Regions from separate parts of the Mus musculus genome. Here all the other regions are linked to region 1. A link is a contact called in public HiChIP or PLAC-seq data. All regions are on one chromosome and are shown on one strand. The core of a region is the stretch at or near the end of the contact, and the rest is flanking DNA. Distances in the headings are between cores, read along the strand shown. Region 1 overlaps Gm33037 (a long non-coding RNA gene). Region 2 has its middle 58 kb from the start of Apob. Region 3 overlaps Ldah (lipid droplet associated hydrolase).

Evidence for each region. HiChIP or PLAC-seq counts read pairs in DNA pulled down with a chosen protein or histone mark.
Region 2: a contact with region 1 is called in an HNF4G HiChIP or PLAC-seq map of pancreatic cancer cells. The contact joins two enhancer-like sites. A contact is called at or near these places in 1 of 15 datasets of contacts at CTCF or cohesin (the NIH/3T3 cell line), 1 of 484 Hi-C or Micro-C datasets (pancreatic cancer cells) and 1 of 115 datasets of contacts at active chromatin or transcription factors (pancreatic cancer cells).
Region 3: an HNF4G HiChIP or PLAC-seq map of pancreatic cancer cells shows a contact between it and region 1. The contact joins two enhancer-like sites. A contact is called at or near these places in 1 of 15 datasets of contacts at CTCF or cohesin (the NIH/3T3 cell line), 59 of 484 Hi-C or Micro-C datasets (3T3-L1-derived adipocytes, the BV-2 cell line, the C2C12 cell line and 40 more), 7 of 115 datasets of contacts at active chromatin or transcription factors (embryonic stem cells, heart atrium, hepatocytes and 2 more) and 3 of 9 other capture datasets (adipose tissue, embryonic stem cells and pancreatic islet).

Annotation. Positions count from the first base shown.
Region 1 is chr12:8,069,000-8,072,642 of GRCm38.p6, forward strand. All of the region lies in intron 2 of Gm33037 (a long non-coding RNA gene), which reads right to left. Among named protein-coding and RNA genes, the nearest start is that of Apob, 93 kb to the left of the region's middle. Within about 2 kb of position 1,967, at least 36 of the 459 cell types and tissues checked have an H3K27ac peak or open chromatin away from gene starts, as enhancers often do. A contact at or near this core is called in the NIH/3T3 cell line and pancreatic cancer cells, where this site is marked.
Region 2 is chr12:7,917,373-7,921,015 of GRCm38.p6, forward strand. No RefSeq gene overlaps it. Among named protein-coding and RNA genes, the nearest start is that of Apob, 58 kb to the right of the region's middle. RefSeq lists an enhancer at 2,349-3,040. Within about 2 kb of position 1,844, at least 33 of the 459 cell types and tissues checked have an H3K27ac peak or open chromatin away from gene starts, as enhancers often do. A contact at or near this core is called in the NIH/3T3 cell line and pancreatic cancer cells, where this site is marked.
Region 3 is chr12:8,221,193-8,224,835 of GRCm38.p6, forward strand. All of the region lies in intron 2 of Ldah (lipid droplet associated hydrolase), which reads left to right. Among named protein-coding and RNA genes, the nearest start is that of Gm33037, 15 kb to the left of the region's middle. Within about 2 kb of position 2,054, at least 19 of the 459 cell types and tissues checked have an H3K27ac peak or open chromatin away from gene starts, as enhancers often do. A contact at or near this core is called in pancreatic cancer cells, where this site is marked.

The sequences.
Region 1 (3,643 bases), core at 717-3,216:
CTCATGCTTGCCTCTCTCATCAGAACACTTGTGGTTCTCAGCCAAAGGTTCCAGGGAAATAGGCAGCAAGTCAGGGAGCAAGTGAGCATGTTTGTCAGAGATCGGACCTCTCTCTCTCTCTCAATATCTGCACTTTGGGTCCCTGTGAGAGCCTTGGGTACAGAGAATGGTGGCAGACTTCACTCAGCCGCTTGGGATGATTGAGATAGCATCAGCTGCCCTTTGACCCTTTAGAACTCACTGATAGATGTCAGTGGGGCTCATGTGAGGAATGAATCTGAACCAAGAGTCTGAGACACCTTGTGGTTCTAGCAAAAGTGAGCTAAGACACAGTCTTTTGTTTTGAATTCAGAGTGATTGGACTAACAGGGCTCATACACAAAAGGCTGCTGGTGAAGACCTCTCTATTCCTGCCCCTAGTGCTTTATGGTTTGACACCAATGGGATGCTTTTAGAGGCCAAGGAGAGAAAGAAGTTGAAGGGTACATCTGAGTCCCTTGAGTGGTCAGGTGGCATCGCTTTGGCACTTGATGCTTGCTCTGTCCTAATTAATTATAGACTCTCCAACTAGAATGCCTGAAACCCCACACGTCATAGAATACCAGGTATCTCAGACCTCCAAGGAGGGTGACCTTTGCTAGCGTGTGGATGCCAGTGGCTCTTGGAAGCCCATAAGCTATTTTCAAGGTTTTTCTGTTGTTAAGGCCAGGAAATCATCATGTGCCCCCTTTGACTGGCCAACATGTTAAGTCCCGGGAACAAACCAAATCCCAATTGTGAATTTCTAGGTCACAAGAGGCCATGGATTAATCAGACTATTTACAAAACCCTGTCAACACACGCCAGAGGGAACAAGACAGTTGATGCCAGTGACATTTTGTGGATTTCTTGTAGCATGTTTTGACCATCCTTTTCTTATTAAACATTCAAATCCTTGTCATGTCCTCTAACACGGGGTTTTGCTGTCTGCTCACCCGCTGAGGACCAGTAATCTAAGACACATGCCTGGAGCCACACAGAGCTGAAAGCCCCCAGGGTCCAATTCCACCACAGCATGCACACTGCACAGACACACAGCAGACCTTTCCTGCGCCAATGCTTCCAAGCGTGTACTGTGAGATGCTCCCCTGAGAATCGGTCCCTCGGCTCCAGCTTTCCCTGCAGAACTATCTTCCCGTGGCTTTCACACAGAGGGCCTGCTTATCAGAAGGACTTTACGACATTACCACGGCAGGTGCCATCCTAATAATCAGGGTTTAGAGTCAAAACAAAGATAATCAGGGTTTATAGTCAAAACTGTAATAATTAGTTTTCATTGTCAACTTGTCTAGATTTGAAGTCACCCAGGAGACTGATAACATATGGCCCTAGATTTGTCTATGAGATTGCTTCCAGGGAAGACCTTCCCTGAGTGTGGACAATACCATCTCAGAGGCTAGAGTCCAGAAGAAATAAAAGAAGAAAGGAGAAAGGCAGGCAAGGAAAAGCATTTCCATCTCTCTTATTTCTGGTTAGTCATGCAGCAGGTATCTTCTTTCCACTATACACTCCCATGACTATAGCATCCTGCTCAGGTACAGGAGACCAAGCAAGAATAGATGGATGGATAGATGAATGGAGGGAAATGTTTGAAACCATGAGCCAAAACAAATCCTGTCTCCCTCCCCTAAGCTGTTTCTGTTAAGTGTAAAGAGCATAGAAGCTAACACATACCCCTTCCCATAGAGGAAAGAGGCTCACAGTGATTTATTGCACAGTGTTGGGCCCCGGCCTCAACTCTAATTCCCATGTTCACCAACTAGATTTTGTTCACCTTGTCTCTCTGGATGCTATACAATCCGTTCTGTAAAGGTGTAACCTTAATTGTAAAAGTCATATTCCAGCAACACCCTTCTTGCCCTGTGCTGAGCCTCCGGATTGCAAGACGCAGTGGCAGTGCTGGAGCTGTCTGGGATCGCTTCCAATGAATACGTGCTCAGGAATGTTGTAAGGTCTGAGTTAAGGAGTTGGCATTTCATAATTGCCTGTGGGTGAAAGTATTTATGCCAAGGAAATGGGCAAACAGGGATCAAAAATAAAGGCTTCCTCTCTCCCCTCCACCAGGGAGACGGTTTATTTGCTTTCCAGAAAGGGTCACAGTGACCATAAAGAGAGAGAAGTCCTCTCAGGACCCTTAGTCACATAAGACAGAAGTCAACACTGATAGATCTAAGTAGAGATGGGCTGTTAGGAAAAGTAGGACTTGGATAGTCTACAGAACCCACAGGAAATATGTAGAGCTGAAACAGGCTTGAACCCAGAGCAGCAAGGCAGAAGACACCATAAAATTCTCAGTTTCCTCTACCACTGCACACTTGGCCCTAGGCACGGCCAACCCTCTTTAACAGAGAAAATCCTAAAACATTCTTTCGCCTTGACCTCCCTTGATCCAGTTCTGAAGAGATGTCTTTGATTGACAGGCTTTAAGCAGGTCTATCCAGTAGTCAGTGTCACATAAAGCAATTCCTTCGTGGTTCCTGCTTCTACCGCAGAAGGCTGAGACTGGTCCTGATTGTCCTGAACTGACAGTGTGCTAACAGCTTCACTGCAGGAAAAACTCCACTCAAACCTGCTGGCTACAGAGCTGATGGGCCCCAGGGCAATTAAAAAAAGCCTCTCTCAAATATTTTTCCCATATGGACAAAAGTTTTCTCTGCAGTTTACCCAAATACCAATAACTTCGCAGATAAAATATTTTAAATGCATAGATCCCTCTCAGAACCAGTCCTTACCATCCTGACCTCCTTGGCCCCAGTGGTATCACAATAACACACACACACAGAGACAGAGACAGAGACAGAGACAGACAGACAGACAGACAGACAAACAGACAGACACATATACACACACACATATGCAGAGACAGAGTCAAACAGACACACACACACACACAGACAGACAGAGACAGACAGACAGACACACACACACACACACACACACACACACACACACACACACACATCCACACCCGTCAATGTGCAATGTGGAGCTAACATTTCCCTCCTACCCTCTCAATTTGGTTCAACTGACAAAGCAGAAGTAACTCTTAATCACATGCATTAGTGTAAGATTTAAGCATGGATAATACAGAACAGCAGGTAACCCGAAAAACCTTTCCATGTGGCTCCAGGATATAACATATGAGTCATTAATTATACAGAAGAATTAGAATTGCCTATGTAAATTGTGACCACAAGACGGATAGTTGCAAGGCTGCAAGTCCAATTCTGTGCTAACTTTCAGCTATATAAATTATAACATCAGCAGTATCCAAGGAGCTTTCTAGTACACAGCCAGTGCAACTGTGTATTGGGGCTGCTAGGGACGATTAGGAAAGGGAGATGGAATGAGGAAACAATGAACAAAAATCACATAAATTTTATTTTGGCCATAGGAACAGACAGTGCAATAGATAAAATGGTAATGAACACAGAACAAACACCTACAAAATTCACCTTCACGTTCATCCAGATTCACATTATTTCAAATAAGGAATCAGGGGAAGACCAGTAAATGTCTCCGTGTTTAATTATGCTTATGAAAAACAGAAAGTTCAAGGTTGTCTGATGATCTTGGGATGGGTTGGTGGGCAGAAGGAGGGGCT
Region 2 (3,643 bases), core at 594-3,093, 150 kb before region 1:
CTTGCATCTGAAAACTTGGGATCTGAACTCCCTCTGATCTCATACTATGTGGCAAACACTTTATGTAGTGATCTAACTCCCCAGCCCTGGGAATGGATTTTGAAAACATCATTCCAAAATAACCTTTCTGTTATCCATTACCTCCTCTTTTACCGAATAACTGATATGGTCTGGACCAGTGTTCAAACATGGCTGAAAACTCTGGAGGTCAGTCCTAATTCAGCAAACTCCTCTCACTCGAACAGATTGCAGGGAAGTTCATACATGTGAAAGATGTCTTTGGAGTGACCCCAATCCACACCGACAGGACCTATTCTTGCAATACCTGATTCTTACCACCTCTTAAACCCTCCTCCTCCAGAATAATGGTCACATGATCACTTCCTTAAGGAAAAGATTAATAAGAAAAGTCATTTCCAACATCTACCCTCACTCTGTCATAAGGCAAGCTGGTCAGATTGGCCTGGGTAATGAATCAAGGAGTATAACCAACCTGGGCAGGGTTAGATGTCTGTGATTTTAGGATCATGAGCTCTCCCTGCAGTATCTGAACCCATTCTCCACTTGTAAAAGCACTAACAGACCAGGTCAGCTTTTTAAGAAATGAATATCCTTCAGGGCTTTTGAGTGTAAAGGGAGGGCTCATATCAAAAGAAACACAAAGGTTCACGGTTTTTGCTCATGGATGTTCAAGACATCATCAAGTAAATGGAAAGGAGAAGTCAGGGACAAATGAAGTAAAATATCATATCATGTAAACCAAAGAAAGTATCAAAAGTCCTTATGGGCTAGGTGTAGTGACACAGGCCTTTAATCCTATCATGAAGATGGGAGGCTGGATTTTGAGTCCAAAACCACCCTAGTCTACATAATGTGTTTTATGTCAAGCAGACATAAAATGTGTGTGTGTGTGTGTATAATGTGTATACATACACACATATGTATCTCATGAAATTAAAGAATTTAAGTGGCTAGAAAGAAATGGTGTTGAATTGCCTGAGACAAGCAGAAACTTATTTTGGAGACAAGAAAGAACTGACTTGTAAAAGAAAACAGTGGAAAATGTCAGATCAGGAAACTGCTCTGTGTTACATAGGTTTGAAACAGCAACACCCTGTAGTTGACAGTAACTTAAGGATTTTCTAAAGCACTAGAAGAAAGGCATTGGAAGGTTCCCAGTGATGTGTCAGAAACAGATGGAAATGTGTTTTTCTGGTTAGATCACTGTAGATTATATTAGACATTCACTGACTAGTCATACTACACTTCCATGACTATAATTAAAAACGACAAAACTGAAGCACTAAGCTATGTCTAAGGAGCCTCTTTTCCAGCCCTCCTTCCATTTATCTAGGATACAGATGAATGCTGAGAGGCTAGGTAGAGAGCTAAGTTGCTTGGAACATGTCTAAAATGAGTTCAATTTATTTGGAAAGCTTCCATCACCGTCAGACAAGCTGTGTTGACTGTGCTCTCTCTGGATTTCTTCGATGTCTAAAGGCAAGTTGTGTTGACAATACACTGACTTTGTTCTATCTAATGGCAGTCCTGGTTCTCCCTGGCTGGCGACATTAGAAGGACTGAGAGCACTCTGCATGTGTCCTTCCATAATCCTTCAACTTCTACATTCAAGTCTCTGATTTCAGGCTCTCACTAGACAGTGAACTTCCTTCCAAGGAAGTGAAACTTGCTGCCATTCATGTGACTTCTGCTTATCAACAGTGTCTTATCAAAGTTTATAGGAATGGGCAGAAATATTTTCCCATCTGGGTGGATGGTGTTTCATTTTCAGGTGCTCCCTGGGTCAATTGGCTCCTTCCCAGACAAAGCAACACAAAGATTAACCCCATTCCTGGACTTTGATTCAAGACCTTGTGGTTAAAAAAAAAATGCCTTCTATTACTAAGTCGCACTAATGCGGAGACTAGTCTCCAAACCAGATGCCTTACATAGAATTCATCAAGAAAGTGGAGATGCCATCATTGTACTGACTTCCAGTAAGATACTTTTCAAATGCTATTGTCATATGGACTTCATACAGTCATCATATCCCTTCAAACAGGCACAAGGATGAGAGCAAACTATTACTCCAGTCATGTTTGTGTTAGATGCTAAAGAAACAAATGTTTCAGGGATACCCACAGGGGCCTGAATAGGTCATGTCCCTTCCCTGTTCCCTATCTTTATGGGAGGAGTTGGGCTGGAGAGACACGGCAATACAGTCATGGAAGATTATGATTAATATATCAAGCATGTACCTGGATCATTATATGAAATCCACAGACTCCCCGGGGTCTGTTCTGATTTTGTGTTTGCTTTAACTCATTCTTTCTCTTTAAAAAAAAAAAAAGCTTTGCCAATTGTAGCATAATAAATGCTCTAGACAAAAGGCTCATTTTCAACAATTCCTTGAGTTATAATCTTTCCATTTACACTCAGGAAGCACTGTAAAGGGCACTGTTCCTTTGTTCTGGTCTGTCTGTGTCCCTGTTGACACTATCTCAGTTTGAAAAGAGACTGATAAATAAAAGCCAAGGGTAACTCCAGGGCAATAGCAGACATTATCACCAATGCTATAAGTTCTTGGGCAGCTCTTAGTCCCGTCACCCAAGGTTCTGAGGTGAGAGAAATTTAGATTAAAAAAATGTTCTGGTTTAGTTTCAGAGAGCACAGACACTGGTGGACTTCAGACTGAAGAAATCTGTATTTGCTGAAACCTTTGGCCAGAGTTATAAATCTGTGTGCAGCGTGGCAGTGATGTCTCTGACTCTGAACACAGGACAAAGAGCATTTTGCTTAGTCACACAGAGCAAATTAATGGAAGCAGCAGAAACCAGTACCCAAGCTGTTTGCCTCTGTCCCATAGGTATGTCTGTCTTCAGTTTTGGCCCCTCAAGTAGAGATTACTGGAGTGTTCAGACTCCAAAACTTAGGTTTTAAATGACCCAATTAGAATCCAAAATCTTTCCAAAGCCCATCATTTAAAATGATGGTGACCTTGACAAGTTTGACTCCTACAATCCTTCCTCCCTTTCTGCAGGATTCATTGTATTCACTAATGCTTGACTATGGGTCTCTGCATCTGCTTCAATCAGCTACTGGATAGAGCCTCTCTAACGATCATTATACCAGACTTCTGTCTACAGAATAGTAGAATAACATTAGGAAGAAATTTTTTTGGCCAAGTATGTTTGAGAAAACCCACAGAAATCAACAAACCTGACCTTTTCTGGGAAAAAAAAAAAAAAAGAGGAATGCATGGGGAGTGGGTTTAGGGAAAGACGGGAGAAGATGAAGCTGAAGCTACAGCCAGAATGTAATTTATGAGAAAATAAATTAATAAAAATATCAATCAATAAATAAAATGATGATGAACTTAGATATTTCATGGAGTCATATGACTTTAAAGTAGGCAAAAGTTTCAATGCCAGAGTGTTACTTCATTAGGAAATGAGTAATCAAGATATGATGCCCCAAAGTCCCACAAATCCCAAAGACTTTCCAAGTTACATTATAACAATTTATTTCCAACTCCCAAAAACTTTTTATCATTGTTTACTTTATGATCCCACTATAACCTATTTTTGTGAGTAAAGATAAACTTGAGCAATGACAGGTCACAAGTGAAAATGAAAACACCAGG
Region 3 (3,643 bases), core at 804-3,303, 150 kb after region 1:
GCAAGACCCCTTTGAGCTGTATTTTACCTTATTTTCCATATTTATGTGGCTGTACAGCTATTTTCATCATCATGAAACTGATCAAATTGTCTTTTCCTCTAAGATTATACAGACAGCCCTGCCCTTTTGCATGCTTTTTTTTGCTGATAATCTTTTGAGCTGGAAGCCCTGTGTTCTCTTTGCTTTCGAGTTGGGTGGTTCCTTAAGTTCCATTCATGGGATCAGTAAGGCTGTTGTTGCCCTCCTGGTCTTCAGGGATGTTTCTACATAAAACAGATTGTTCTGCAGCTGAGTCTGTCTGTGTCCTCTGCCTCCTTGCAGTTAGCTCAGTGTATTTCCCTGTTCATAGAATGCCTTCACATCTAGGCCTCGTCCTTGCTCGCTATTTTCTTATCCAAGGTACTTTTTTCAGTTTCTTCGTTTGCCTTCATAGTGTTATCTTATTGAGAGAAGAAAGAAACCTCATTAAACTGATCTTTAAAATTAGCTTTGTTCTGACAGATCCTCAGAAACACTTATGCTATATGCTCCTGGCATTAGTTCACACGTCCTTTTATTCTTGTGGTATATTGGGGTGGGCGGGGTCAGTACATGCTGCTAACGTGGAGGTTGGAAGACAACATGGAAGAATCAGTTCTTTCCTTTCACCACATGGGTCCCAGGACTCAAACGCAAGGTTTAAGTCAAACACTATCTTTTAAAACATGATAGTTTTATTAGTTCTTTGAGAATTTTATATAATGTGTTTTGATCATATTCTCCTCCCAGATCTCTCTCACCTCCCCATCCACTCCTAACTTCTTTCCCTCCCTTAATATCTAAGTCCAGTTTGTGCTGACCAGCGTGTGCTAGGTATTGGTCAACATTTCTCATTACTCTGTGTCAGGTTAGATCCCTTTCCTAGAGCTCACACTGCACTCTTGATATTCTCTCACTGTTGGTGAAGTGCTTCGGTTATTTCCTGAGACGTGCAGAGGAGCAATCTTGCAAATAGTGCAGCCTATCCAAGAGTTGTGTAAGGTTGGGGGTGTGGCATGGTGGTCTGAGTGTGTGTAACGTATGGAAGGAGAAAAAGACACTGTCTTGGACTCAGCATCTCTCTTTTTTTAAGATTTATTTATTATTATATGTAAGTTCACTATAGCTGTCTTCAGACACACCAGAAGAGGGCATCAGATTTCAAATTATGGATGGTTGTGAGCCACCATTCGGTTGCTGAGATTTGAACTCGGGACCTTTGGAAGAGCAGTCAGTGATCATAACTGCTGAGCCATCTCTCCAGCCCAAGATTCTTTTTGAAACTCGGTCTCATAGCATGTGATAAAATAAAAAATAGATGTACTCTACCAGCAGGGAGAGCTTGAAGTTATCAGCATATTGGGTGCTGCTCCATGTAGCAGAGGTTTGATGAAGATGGGGTACAGAAAATAATAGACTCACGATCATGGACTGGAAGCACAGTATCTTCCTGAAACTGGGAGGAGGGAAATTTGGCAACTGAAATGGACAAAATATGAAAGGATTTAAGAGGAAACTGAAATCATCCCTGCCCACCACATGGCTGTCTCCCATTAAGGGTTGAAGTTTCTTTCTGAGAGTGACTCTAGTGGAGAGTGGGGACAGTAGAATAGCCTATATACTGAATGAAAGGAATTAAATTAAAAAAATAAAAGTATATAAATTTTTCATCAGCTTCACAATGAAATGGCAGACATATTGGGAGTACAGCGTGAAAGGGCCCAAGATTCATGGGGAGTCCTCAGAGTTAGGGGTGCTTAGGCTGTTAGCCACTTCCAGCTAATGAAAGGACCTACGCTTCTAGTTCTTACAAGTAGTGCCTGCATGGGAATCAGCGCCTGAGGACACAGGTCCCTTTGCCCTGCCATTGACTTCTGATGCAGAAACGCTGGGGGTGTCACAGTCATGCGTAAAAGAGGAATTTGCTGCTTAAACTTAATGCAAATAAGTCCTTTTGGATTTGATAACTGTGATGAATTATGGGGCAGAGGTAGTGACTCAGCCCAGCTGGATTTCGCAATCACTTAACATGGGCATGACAAGAGGAGTGTCACTTAGGTATCCCGCTTCTCAGGGCATACATGAGTGGCTGAGAAGGGTTAGGATGGCATTGGCAAGTAAGTCCTAAGGTCTGTGAAGTAGCTGAGTGAGGTGCTGCCCACTGAATGCCCCACCTAGGGACTCGCTTCACTTACTGTCTCTTCTGTGTAGTCTGCAAAGACCAAAACAATCGCCTCTGCCACTGAGGTGTGTGAGGTGTTACAGAGTAGTGAGAGCTCTACTGAAAAGGTTCAAGGGGCAGAGAGCCCACAGGGAAGCTATGCTTCCTGTGTGCCGAGGAAGTAGAGGAAGCTGTTGCCAGGTGCACTGCAGATGGAGGGAAGTGGGACACATTCCTGGTCCCATGGTCTCTTTCCTCTGTGGCCTCAGTCATTTCTGTGAGATTCCAGAGACGCCTAGGCTTGTTGTGCTCCTTAGTTGGTGGCATTCCATTACCCTGTCTTTGGGAGCTCATCTACATGAACTGTCATGAAAGTTGGGGTGCGTGTTTACAGGGGAAGGCATCTGGAGTTCTGTGGCCTCTCCAGGTGTGCTATCTTCAGCAGCCTCCTTGTGTTGCACTGTGTGTTGCTCTCTAAACGCTGTCCATCCGTGGTTGTATAGAACCTTCATTTTCAGAAGGTTGCTAAGAACAAGGGTAAAGAGGTCAGACCTGCCCAGTCCTCCGAGATAGGCGCAGTGAAATATGAAGATGGTGGTAAGTGGACCCCAGCACCACACCAGCTGAGAGGAGAGAACCTTCCCTACACAGAGGTAGATAAATTTGGTGGAGAAATGGTCAGCGTGGTGGCACATGACTATGATCCCAGCACTTGACAGGCTGAGCCAAGAGGATTGCTTGGAGTTCGAGGACAGCCCTGGATTCATGGTAAATACCAGGCCAGGATGTTCTAGAGTGTGAGAAACCCTGACTTAAAGGTGAAAGAGAGGGTAAATACAAAGCCAAGTAGACATTAATGGAAAGAGACTAGTGTCACTATGTGTAAAGACTGTATATCGAGGGTAGGCATTCTGATTCAGTGTTTCATGGTCAGTATGTTTAAAATTGTACCTATATTATTACTAAATACACTCCTGACAAACTGTAAGTTCCAATTTTACTCCAAGATGAGTATGTGACTCATTCAGCTTATAAACATGATAAGTAAAATCTATTTGTAATGTTAAATGAATCCTGTCATCTACAGTCACCTCTGTTTAGTCATAATGTACATAATGTACTTTTTAAAACATCTTAATGGATCCAATTTGCTAGCCTTTAGATTCGAATTTTTCATGTGTATTCATTGGAATACTGACTTGTAGTTCTGTTTTTCTAGAAGTCACATCTGCTTTTGGTATGAGGGTGATATACACCTCACATAACGAGTTGATAACTATTTCTTCCTTGTGTGTTATCTTGAAGAATACCTATAAACTTGATAGTATTTTTCCCTTTCAAATATTTGACAGCATTTAAAGGTGAAGCCGTGTAGGTCTGGATTTGTTCATGAGATCTTTAATCTTTAAGCTTGACTTTCTTTAGTTCTTAGTGGGACCATTGAGATTATTGAAGTCTTCTTGA